Linked DNA regions of Mus musculus: region 2 is linked to region 1. The links are chromatin contacts, called in public Hi-C maps. All regions are on one chromosome and are shown on one strand. Each heading gives the region's core, a stretch centred on a gene start, on an enhancer-like site or on the middle of the called end of the contact. The rest is flanking DNA. Distances are from core to core; before and after follow the strand shown.

The links. Hi-C and Micro-C count contacts between places; a contact is called where the count stands out from the background.
Region 2: a contact with region 1 is called in a Hi-C map of bone marrow-derived macrophages, with 32 read pairs. The contact joins two enhancer-like sites. A contact is called at or near these places in 1 of 15 datasets of contacts at CTCF or cohesin (large pre-B cells), 6 of 484 Hi-C or Micro-C datasets (the HL-1 cell line, bone marrow-derived macrophages, embryonic fibroblasts and 2 more) and 4 of 115 datasets of contacts at active chromatin or transcription factors (double positive thymocytes, embryonic fibroblasts, embryonic stem cells and 1 more).

What each region holds. Positions count from the first base shown.
Region 1 is chr8:111,446,245-111,452,229 of GRCm38.p6, reverse strand. It overlaps Wdr59 (WD repeat domain 59), which reads left to right. Exons shown (of 26, transcript NM_001170742.1): 26 at 1,151-3,446. The coding sequence ends at 1,386. Among named protein-coding and RNA genes, the nearest start is that of Gm24793, 31 kb to the right of the region's middle. Within about 2 kb of position 3,854, at least 72 of the 459 cell types and tissues checked have an H3K27ac peak or open chromatin away from gene starts, as enhancers often do. A contact at or near this core is called in the HL-1 cell line, bone marrow-derived macrophages, embryonic fibroblasts and 1 more, where this site is marked.
Region 2 is chr8:111,657,236-111,663,578 of GRCm38.p6, reverse strand. It overlaps Zfp1 (zinc finger protein 1), which reads right to left. Exons shown (of 4, transcript NM_001037665.2): 2 at 5,138-5,193. The coding sequence starts at 5,152. Among named protein-coding and RNA genes, the nearest start is that of Zfp1, 17 kb to the right of the region's middle. Within about 2 kb of position 4,323, at least 112 of the 459 cell types and tissues checked have an H3K27ac peak or open chromatin away from gene starts, as enhancers often do. A contact at or near this core is called in the HL-1 cell line, bone marrow-derived macrophages, embryonic fibroblasts and 1 more, where this site is marked.

The sequences.
Region 1 (5,985 bases), core at 2,605-5,104:
AGTGCAGCCAAAAAGGGCAAGTAGATTAAAGAGGCAGGTGGGCAACAGAGGCGGGTGGGCAACAGAGGCAGATGGGCAACAGAGGCAGGTGGGCAACAGAGGCAGGTGGGCAACAGAGGCAGGTGGGCAACAGAGGCAGGTGGGCAACAGAGGCAGATGGGCAACAGAGGCAGGTGGGCAACAGAGGCAGGTGTGGACTAGAGTGGTCAAAAGGCTAGAGAAAGCTGTTGAGGTTTGATCTGTTGCTAATGTATTGTGATGCTAAATTCTGTACAGTAGGTCTAGGCTGACAAGTGAAGTCTCACATTTACCAGCTTTTTATTTTTCTTTTTGGTTTTTCGAGACAGGGTTTCTCTGTGTAGCCCTGGCTGTCCTGGAACTCACTTTGTAGACCAGGATAGCCTCAAACTCAGAAATCCACCTGCCTTTGCCTCTGCCTCTACCTCTGCTGGAATTAAAGGACTAAGTTCATGAAGCTACATTTACCAGCTTTTGTTGTGCAAATCTTGTTCCTTAATTTAAAGCTATTGGTTAAATAAAAATCGCCACAGCCAATCACTGGAGGGGTTAGAGGTAACAGAGGCTTTGTTTTTGTTGTTTCTTTTTGTTTTTTGTTTTGTTTTTTTTTTTGTTTTTTTTTTTTGAGACAGGGTTTCTCTGTATAGCCCTGGCTGTCCTGGAACTCACTTTGTAGACCAGGCTGGCCTCGAACTCAGAGATCTGCCTGCCTCTGCTTCCCAAGTGCTGGGATTAAAGCTGTGCCACCACGCCCGGCTGTTGTTTCTTTTTTTAATGTATATGAGTACACTGTTGCAGTTTCAGACACACCAGAAGAGGGCATGGGATCCCATTACAGATGGTTGCGAGCCACCGTGTGGTTGCTGGGAATTGAACTCAGGATTTCTGGAAGAGCAGTCAGTGCTCTTAACTGCTGAGCCATCTCCCCAGCCCCAGTAGATACGTTTTTGCGTTACGTGGTTGACCAGGGAGAAAGAAAATGCATGAGGATGAGAGAGAAGGAAGAAATGACTGATCTGCCAGAGCCTGACAGGGTCCTGAGAGGAGTCGGTATCCTTACCCAGCCAGACTCAGTCTGCTTTTATTAGAACTAATGTCTCCTCTTGCTTTGCCCCTGTCCACCCATTTGCAGAGTTTGGTGTGTACTGCAGTCACTGTCGGAGCGAGGTCCGTGGCACCCAGTGCGCCATCTGCAAAGGCTTCACCTTCCAGTGTGCCATCTGCCATGTGGCCGTGCGGGGTTCATCCAACTTCTGCCTGACCTGTGGGCATGGTGGCCACACGAGCCACATGATGGAGTGGTTTCGGACCCAGGAGGTATGTCCCACGGGGTGTGGCTGCCACTGCCTGCTGGAGAGCACCTTCTGAACTTAAAGGACAGTGGCACTTCCGGAAATCCCAGAGGACTCCATAAGTGCTGGAGAAGGCTCTCTGCTGCTGCTGGTGGAAAGTCCTAGAACCAGGGCCATCCTCGTGATTTAGGATGGAGAGTATCCTCTCACAGACTGTCACAGCATCCGCTCGTGATCCTGTGTGTTCCCTTCTCCTTGGCTGCCGGGCACGGATGGTGCTGGAAGAAGGGAGGGGGACGCACAGAGCTGACCCTCCTGTACTGTCTGTTGAGTCCACAGTGGATGTTTTCATGAGGAAAAGCACCTGTTTCCAGAGCCATCAGAGCTAGCATCAGCCTTCAAGATTCTGTCCTTGAACCAGGAATGGACCCTCCAGATGCCAGTACAAAGGCACACAGCAGCTGCAAAACAGACTCCTGAGCCAGAAGACGCTGGCTCTTAGTGCCATCCACAAGTGAGCTATGGTATCTGTGACTTAGAAGTTGGCACCTTGATGATGGCCTTATAAAATACAATACTAAAGTGTAATATATGATGGACATATATTCAGCATTCTTTTTCTTGGTACAGGGCTGGAACTCAGCGCCTTGCACATACTGGTGAGCAGCCATACCACTGAGTTACATTCCAGCCCCATAAGAAACTTAAGATGTATATGTTTTCTGTTTCTCTTCATCTGCTTTCCTTTAACTAATAGAAGTTTGTACTTGTGTGTGTGTGTGTGTGTGTGTGTGTGTGTGTGTGTGTGTGTGTGTGAGTGAGTGAGTGAGTGAGAGAGAGAGAGAGAGAGAGAGAGAGAGGGAGAGAGAGAGGATGAATAAGGAAAGTGACCGTCTTAGTGACTCATTTTGCATTGTACTTCTGGTTGAAGGGAACTGTTTTGGACCGGACTAGAATTAGTCTCATGACTTGTAAAGGAAATGCCATTTGACTTTGATCATCTGACAGAGGAAACGGAATCTGACATTAAGGTTCTCTCTAGCCGCAAGAGTCTCATAATTATTTCTTCTAGCACAGGGGAAATGAGATTGCATTTCAGCACTGATACCAGAGTCTCTCTCTGCCTCTGGGCAGGCTGGCTGGGCTCCAGGGGTACTTTTTACTTGAACTCCCTTGCAAACTCATCATGATTTTCAGGGGTTTCACTTGTCTATACCAGGGAAGAGAGTTTAAAAAAAAAAACAAGACCCACTATACTGAAATCTCTCTCTCTTAGAAATTTAAATTCCTTGGGCCTGTCATAAGGCTCAGTGGGCAGAGGTGCCTGCCACTAAGCTTACTAACCTCAGTTTTCTCCCTCGCATGAGCCACCATAGAAGAACTGACTCCTAAGAGTTGTCCTCTGACTTCCACATGTGTGCTTTGATATGTGAATGTACACACACACATACAAAAAATGTAATTTAACAATTTTATGATTCCAAACTAATTAACCGGAGACACATAAGTAATTTGTGTCATTGGATTATGGTTGCACGTGTTTGTAGTCCCTTCACTCACGGGGCTGAGGTAAGAGGGTTTCAAGTTTGAGACCATCCTGGGCTACACAGTGAGGTGATGGCCAGCCTCACTTATATATGAAGACACTTACAAGCAAACGTCATAAAGAAGATCTGGAGAGATCGCTTAGTAATCAAATGCTTGGCTAGCATACAGGAGGTGATGTGTTTGATCCTCAGCAACACACACACTGACACTCAAACTAAAACAAAACAAAATACTACATGTTCCATAATAGGTAAGTGTTGTATATCACTTTGTTTGAAACTATGATTTAAGACTCATGAATGGATTAGGAAATCAGTCTCGTAGATAAAAACCAACACTTTCTATTTTCAAGGATTACTTTGTGTGTGTAAATCTCTGTGTCTTCAAGTGTATGTTGTGTGGGACAGAAGAGGCCATCTGGTTCCTTGGTGCTAGGATTATCAGTCTTTTCAGGACACCTTGTGTCATGTGTGTTCAGGGATCCTAACTTGGATCTTCATGATTGCAAAGTCAGAACTGTTTTGTCTCCAGCCCCCAAACTGTCATATAAAGAAAGTAAAATAATGTGGGTGAGAGACAATCGTGTACTAACACAGTCTGATGTCCTTTGTTTACTAGTGCGTGCGCACACACACACACACACACACACACACACACACACACGTACTTATATCTCATGGTGGCAGGTGGGCCTCACCTCTCCCCTGTATTACTAATTGGTCATGAGACTCCGTGGCATAAGCTTGATCTTGAACTATGTGCCAGGTTTGGTACCAGTGCCTCAGCAGCACGTGTAGTCCGGTGTGCTGGGATGGGGGAGGAAGGGCCGCAGGTATCTGAGTGTATTACACTGTACTCCTCCAGCCTCGTTTGTGTCGACACTGCCGTGATGCTGGTCCCACAACAGGCGGACTGATGTGCACAGACACAGATCTGTTGGGTCCTCTGTGAGTTCACACCATTTACAGAGAGCGGTCTCTTCCTCTACCCCACCGTGAAGCTAATGGAAGCCCTGTCCCTGTTTAGAATGACATAGTTTTCTTGTGTGGATTATTTCTGTAAGAACATTGTCTTCCAAAACAAAAAAACCTTCTTAGTGACTATGAAGTCATTTCAAGTTTAACATGTTTCATAGGGGGCTGGAGAGATGGTTCAGTGATTAAGAGCACTGGCCGCTCTTCCAGATGCAAGTCCCAGTAACCATAAGCCAGGCCACAGACGTTTGTAACTCCCATTCCGGGGATCAGATGCCTTTCTCTGGCCTCTGTCAGCACCAGACATGCACATGCTATGTAGACATGCTGGCAAAACACTCTTTATGCATAAAATAAAAACAAGACACTATGTAACATCTCTCAATAGGTCAGTTCTGTTTGCATTTCCAAGTTACCAGGACAAAAACTTAGTATTTGTGAGAAATATCCCTGTTTGGAAACACAGTGGTCTGGATGCTGGTGGGGTCAGCAGCCTCTCTACCATAGCTAAGTCCTCTTGGTTTGGTTTACTGTGCTCGTCTGAGGTAGGGCACCGTTGTGTTTCCCAGCTGACCTTGAACTTGAGACCTCTGACTGCCAGAGTGCTGGGATTCCACCACACCTGGGCTTTATTTGCTCTTTAAAATATTATAACCTGTGTCCTAAACACCTTTGAATTTGCCAGGGAGAACACTAGGCATGGGCATGGTGGCACACGCCTCTAATCCGCATTTGGGAGGCAGAGGCAGGAGGATCTCTGAGTTTGAGGCCAGCCTGGTCTACAAAGCGAGTTCCAGGACAGCCAGGGCTGTTCTTACACAAAGAAGAAACCTATCCTGAAAAACCAAATCCAACCAAACAAACAAAAACTTTTTGCCATGGGAAAGCAGTGCTAGCTGTCCAGGGTACCAGGGGCTCTTTAGCCCCCTGCCAAGCAGAATGGGCCATGCGTTCTAGGTGACCACCAGCTTGCATTTGTCCTCCCACCTCAAGCTGCTCAGACCACAGGACTTAACACTTTCCTCATGGACACTATGGAGAGTCCATTATGCTTAATTTTAATAAGTTTTTCTACTCTATAGATGCATACAATCTGCATTTGCTGATCCACAGTGGGCATGGCAGCCCTTCCCAGTGCTGCTTTGAAGGGCTAGTAGAATCGAGGGGAGGGATCTAGGGTTTTTGTTTTGTTTTGGGGATTTAATGCAGCAGGAGCTAAGGAGACAACAGCCTTTCATTCTGCCAGAAAAATGGATGTGGTGTGGACACCCATAGGTGAGGGCTTAGGAAAATCATCCAAGCAACAGAATAAATTTTGAATTAGTTCTGTTAGCCATGGAACAGAAGTTTAGGAAATAGGGTTCTAGATCACAGGCCCACTACTTGGTGCTCACTCCTCTCATTCCATCTTCAGAGCCAGCAGCAGCAGGTGTTACACACACTCAAAGGATAAAACATTGTTTGCCTCGTGCTCAGACTCTAGCGTTCTTGTAAGAATCAGAAGCGAACCTATTCTGTTGGTAGTCCATGTACTGGCAAGTCTGTGTTGACACATTATTAAGTTGTTTCCTTTTGAAATCTCAGAAGGCCTAGTTTATTTAGCATGTGTTTAATGTGAGGTGAGCACTGTGACAGAGGTGGATTTAGGAGGAAATGTGGTTATGTCTCTACCTGTGCTCTGGCATCTGTGGGGGAAAAAAAGGAATAACAGAGTTGAGGACATGGAATGTTTCAGGATATTTGATCACACTGTGCACTCTGAGCCTTTTACTGACAAACCCTGTTCCTGGTTGTGGTGTGGCTCAGCCCTTAGCACACACCTTTAATCTCAAACAATGAAGATAAAGTTGGTTTGTAGGAGGAAGCAGCCATGCTTGAAAGTGATGTCTAATTGAGTGGCAGACAAAGTGACCAATCAGAGAAAGATGTGACAAATAGGATCTGCCTAACTTTCACAGGAAGAGGGGAAAGGGAAGCTATTTGAGGGGCAGTGCAGAGAGAGAGGGGGGGGGCATATTTACTGGGACAGTTGAACAGAGACAGGTTGTAAAGAACAAGCTAGACACAGGTGAAGACAGAGCGAGCCAGAGAAGGAGAAGGAGCCAGATTAGAACATACTGCCAAAGTTAGTCTGAGGCCAAGCAGAGAGCAAT
Region 2 (6,343 bases), core at 3,074-5,573, 210 kb before region 1:
CAGCTGGATTCTCAGAACCCACTTGGCAACTGACCACTGTAACCCCAGTCCCAGGGAATCAGATACCCTCTTCTGGGCTCCAATACACCAGGACACATGGCAATGCAATATTCTGAGAATATCTTACATTCTAAGAGACTGGAACTTCACAGCTAATATATTTTAAGGTCCCTTAAAATTTAAGACTGTCAATGTTACTGTACCCTCGAACTTTAGCCTGCCTTTAAGAGAACAATGTGATAACAAACATTAGATGCCTTGGGTGTACTAAGTCATCAACTTTTACAACCTGAGCTAATGCACAGCTCTAATCTTATGTATTTTAAATGCCCCGACCCAGGGCAATGCATGTGTACCATCTGCCGAAAGCAGCAAATACTCCCTAAAACCCACCATAATGTTAAATAATCATAATCTCTAGTTAATGTGTTATCTGTCAGCTGGAGTCAGCTCAATTCAGGGACTGAATCCCTTGTAAAACTTAGATTTCAGTAAAGTTCCCCACTGCCATGTAGTGCTTTCTGGGCTGCCCAATAGAGACAGAGCAAACCCTTTGCTAGGGACAGACCACTCCCACACATAAGACACATATTGCACATACAGACTCTACACACACACAGGGACAGGCAGGCCGAGAGAACCCCACCTGCACTCACTCTGGCGACATAACTCCAAGGGGACGTGCTTTTTTTTAGTGTGATATCAACGCATTATTGGTAACTCAGTTAATCACGAATGTCCTTCACTAATCCCATAAGATGCAAAATGGCAAGAGGGGCACCAGCACATTTGATAAGCTTTGTTGTTGCCCCTTTCCTTGCGCCAGGCCTTAGGGTTGGGGATGTTGCTGCTCAGTTGGATGAATTGAATGCAAGTTGACCAGGCCTGAGTCTAATCAGGCCCCCAAGCAGAAGCAGCAGGTGGCAGCACTGAGTCACCAAAGACAAGATGACTGTAGTTATAATGGGAAGCACAGGCAAAGCAATGTCCATATAGGTCTAATCTGTGGTGAATTTTATAATGGCATAACTCTCATGGACCTTTGGTGCTGGTTAATCAACCATGGTACTTCTGGCATGAAATGGTAAGAAGCCTACTGCATTCTTTTTTCTTTTTTCTTTTTTTAAAGCAGCTGTACAAATGGAAAATCTCTTAACAAATAAAAGAAAGGCTACACTGGATCATGGCAAAAGGGGATCTCTGCCTGTGAACTGATTCCCATACTTGAGCCAGTTTGCAGACCCAGAAGTCCATGGATGAAGGATCTTAATAAAATGCCTAAAAATGTTACTCTTAGCCTTTCTCCAGTCGTTCCCCAGAGGGACCTATGGCCTTTTACAAGGGGAACTGTACAGTGGGGGAAAGGAAGCAATCAGATTATCTGGGTCTATTGGTGGATACTGATTCTTGCTGATTGCGGGAACCCCAAAAACATTGTTGTCCTCCAATTAAAGTTAGAGCTTATGGAGGTCAGATGATTCATGGAGTTTTGGTTGAAGTCCAACTGGGTCCCCAAACTCATCCTCTGGTTATTTCCCCAGTCCCAGAATGTATAACTGGGGTGCATATACTTAGAAGTTGGCAGAATTCTCACACTGGTTCCCTGACCTGTGGAATGAGAGCTATTACTGTTGGAAAGGCTAACTGGAAGCCTTTAGAGTTGCCTCGGTCAGGGAAAATAGTAAATCAAAAACAGTAGCACATCCTGAAGGAATTGCAGAAATGTGTGCCGCCATTAAGGACTTGAAGGATGCAGGCAGGGGTGGTGTCCCTGAGCAGATTAACACATCTCCTAGCACACGGTTTGCAATTATTGGTCTATTAAATGCCCCTTTTCCTAGTACCTGTCCATAAGATCACCAAAAACAATTTCTTTTCAGCTGAATTTCCAGCACCCGAGTCAGAGGTTTCTCTGTACAGCCTGACTGTCCTGCAATTTGCTCTGGAAACCAGGCTGGCCTCAAACTCACACCCAGCTGCCTCCAAAGCACGGAGATTAGATGTGCCACCATGCCTGCCTGAAGCTTTCAATTGGATCTTGATCATCAATTTCACAAAATATCGGTTCACCATATTGAGGACATGCTGATTAGACAGAGTGAACAGAAGGTAGCAACCACTTCAGACTTGTTGGTAATACATACATACATCAGAGATGGAAAATAAACTATAATCCAAGGGCCTTCTACCTCAGTGAAATTCTTGTTTGTTTGTTTGTTTTTGAGACAAGATTTCTCTGTGTAGCCCTGGCTGTCCTGGAACTCACTCTGTAGACCAGGCTGGCCTCAAACTAAGAAATCCACCTGCCTCTGCCTCCCAAGTGCTGGGATTAAAGGCGTGCGCTCAGTGAAATTCTTGAGAGTCTAGGGGTGCGAGGCCAGCAGAGACATCGGTTCTAAGGTTAGGGATGCATTACGCAGCGGCCCCTCCCACCACCAAGAGGCAGCACAGGGCTTAGAGGGTCTATTTGGATCCTGTAGACAGCACACTCCTCACTTGGGTGATTATTCCCACTCATGTATCGGGTGACTCAGAAAGCTGCGAGCTTTGTGTGGGGCCTGGAACACAAGGCTCTTCAACAGTTCCAGGCTGCCCTACCACTTGGACCATATGACCCAGCAGACCTGATGGTATATGAGTTGTCAGTGGCAGACAGGGATGCTGTCTGGAGCCTCTGGCAGGCCCCTGTAGGTGAATCACAGGAGAAACATTTGGGATTTTGGAGCAAGGCTCTACCTACCATTATCTGCAGACAACTATTCTTTTGAGAGACAGCTGTTGGTCTGCAATTGGCCTTAGTGAAAACTGAACATCTGACAAAGGGATACCAAGTTACCATGCGCCCTGAGCTGCTGTCTATCATGAGCTGGGTGTTATCTGCCCCACTGTGCCATAGTAGGGCAGGCACAGCAGCAATCCACTATCAAATGGAAGTGGTCTACACACGATCAGGCCTGAGCAGGTCCTGAAGGCACAAACAAGGTACATGAAGTTCTCCAAATGTCTATGGTTTCTACTCTCATTACAATACTATCTACTGCCAGGCATGCGCCTATAGTCTCATGTCATGTGCCCTGTGATTGGTTTGAAGAGAAGACTAGGGCCTGGTTTACTGATGGATCTGCACCTTATGCAGGCACCACCCAGAAGTGGACAGCTGCAGCATTACGACCCCCTCTGGGACAACCCTGAAAGACACCAGTGAAGGCAAATTGTCACAGTAGGCACAACGTCAGGCAGTACATGCCATCATAGATTTTGTTTGGGAAGAAAAATGGCCATGTTCACTGATTCATGGGCTGTATCCAATAGATTGGCTGGATGGTCAGGGACTTGGAAAGAGCATGGTTGAAGAGATGGTGAGAAAAAAACACTGGGAAAGAAGAATGTGGACTGACCTCTCCAAATGGGTAAAGGGTGTGAAGATTTTTGTGTTCTATGTAAATGCCCATCAAAAGGTGACTTCAGCAGAGGAGGCATTCAGTAACCAAGCAGATAGGATGACCTGTGCTGTGGACAGTCAGCCTCTTTCCCCAGCCAACCCTGTCATTCCCCTAAGGGCACATGAACAAAGTGGCTATGGTGCATACCTCACCACGGACTTCACTCATCAAGGCTGACCTGGCTACAGCTGCTGCTGAGCACAGCCAACAGCAGAGACCAATATACGGAGCCCAAGATATGGTACAATTACCTGGGGTGACCAGCCAGTGACCTGGTGACAGACTGATTACACTGAACCACTTCCTCTGTGAAAAGGACAATGCTTTGAATTGATACTTATTCTGGTTATAGATGTACCCTTTCCTGCACATAAGGCTTTTGTCAAAACCACCATCTGTGGAGAATGCCTTATCCACCATCGTGGTATTCCACACAGTATTGTTTCTAAGGAACTCACTTCACAGCCAAAGAAGCATGACAATGGGCCCATGACTTGGAATCTACTGGTCTTACCATGTTCCCCACCATCCTGAAGCAGCTGGCCTGATAGAAAGATGGAATGGCCTTTGGAGACACAGTTATAGTGCCAATTAGGTAGCAGCAGCATGGAGGGCTAGGGCAGGGCTCTCCTAAAGAGAGTGTATGCTTTGAATCAGTGTCTGATTCTGTCTTTGAATCAGTGTCCAATATATGCTAGGTTTTTTCCCAAAGCCAAGATCCATAGGTCCAGGAATCAAGGAGTGGAAAATGGAATAGTTCCACTTACTGTCACCCCAGTGACCCACTAGGAATTTTTTTGCTTCCTGTTCCTATGACCTTAAGTTCTGCTGGTGTAGAAGTTTTGGTTCCAGTTGGGGGAAGTTCTCTAGCAATGAGACACAACAAACATCTCACTCGACTGAAGCGCAGACTTCCTCCTTAAGGCTTCTGATGCCCCGAAGCCAGCAGACTATGAAAGAAGAGTTAAGAGAGGTGACTTATCCAGATTACCAAGAGGAAATTGTATTGCTCCTCCTCAGTGGAGGTAAGAAAGATTTTATCTGGAGTGTAGGAGGTCCTTTAGAGCCTCTCTTGTTGCTACCATGTCCTGTGATGAAAGTCCGTGGGAAACTACCCCAACCTAAGGCAGGCAGGATGACAGAGGGACATTCCCCTCAGGAATGGAAGCATGAGTCACTCCTCCAGGAAGAGAGCCGCGGCCTGCTGGCTGAGAGTGGAGGAAAACAGTGCTAAATACCAGCTAAGGCCTCCATGACCAGCTACAGAAGAGATTTTGATTGACTTGAGTGTTTCTGCCATATCTTGTTAAGAATGTGTTTTTGTTTCCTTCCTTATTTTCTTTATTATATAATGTAACAGCAATGATCAGTGATTATCTAAGGTACAGATACTAAAACAATGTCCCTCAAGAGCCTCTGCCGCCCCTTAAAACATGAGGTCCTCCCCGGAATGTCAAGGGCAGATGGGGTTCTCACTGACCATGGAGTTAAGACTCTAGAAAGCTTCAGCAATCCTCCTGTCTCTGCCCTTCATAGCACTGGTGTGGGGCAAACCCCACTATGATCCACATTAAGGTACAGGAAGGGCTTTCTAGCCCTGATCTAACTCATTATGCTTTCTGGTTCATTTTCTATAAATATAACATTCCAAGAGTGAAATGAAACACCAAATGAGTACTATGCAGACAACTCACCTGGGACCCCATCATTTTCTGGGTTGGGGTGAAGGCACAGAAGCACAAAGGCACAGCTGGAAGAAAAGAAAAGGAACCTTGTTATTATGGATCTGACCTGCTTGATACCCGAATGGTCTGCTCAGACTACTACCCCCTCTTCAGAAAAAGCATGCTGGCAATACCTGCTTTCAACCAAACATGATGAGACACACACACAAAAAGGCAGGAATAAGACATCCCATCTGCCAGGTGGCAGTGGTACATGCTGAGGAGGCCGAGGCAGGCAGATCTTTGTGAGTTTGATTGAGGCCAGCCTGGTCTACAGAGTGAGTTCCAGGACAGCCAGGGCTACACAGAGAAACCCTGTCAAAAAACAAACAAACAAAAAACCCAGCCTATCATCAAGAGAAAAAGACAGAACCCAGAACCCCAATTCCTAAGGCTGCTATCAGCAAATTAAAGCAACTAAGAGCCCCACACTAGTCTTTAATGGCAAATATGAATGAATAAGGAACTTCGGCAAAGATGGAAATTACAAGGAAAAAAAAAAGGATGAATGCTAAGGGCTTGGAGTACAGCTGTCAAGGTCTGGCAATGAGGTGACCCCTGAAAGGCTCAGGAATCAAAGGCTTAGCCCCCAGGTCCTTCCCTCACCCCTGCCTCACATTCAGTCACTGATTGAATCAGGAGAGCTCCCCCTTCATTCATAGATTAATCCCCAATGGACTTTTATGGTAGCCTTAGTGGAAAATAGGAGGTGGGACATAGAGGAAGCAGGTTGCCAAGGCATGACCCAGGAGATAAAAGCAATCTCCAGCCCTTCCTGTCTTCCTGCTTCCTGATTGCCAAGAAGTGAGAGGAGATAGGCAGTCTGTAACACACTGTGATGTTCAACTATGTCCCACTGTGATGTTCAGTGTCACCTTAGATTTAAAAACATGGGATCAAGGGGCCGTTTACTGAAACCAGGAGCCACACAATACATCCTCTTTTGACCTGTTTCTCTCAGGCATTTACCACTGCAACAAAACACTAACTGAAACAAAGAATTCTTAGCATGCTTGACTGGATCCTTAAAACAGCTCCCAGCAAGGAATTAAGTAACAATGAGAATATCTAAGAAAGAGCAACTAAAGCAATTAAGAGAGAGTTGCTGTATACACTAACCTGCTCCTCTTATTTACTTTTTGAGGTAGGATCTCATCATCTAGCCTAGGCTAACCT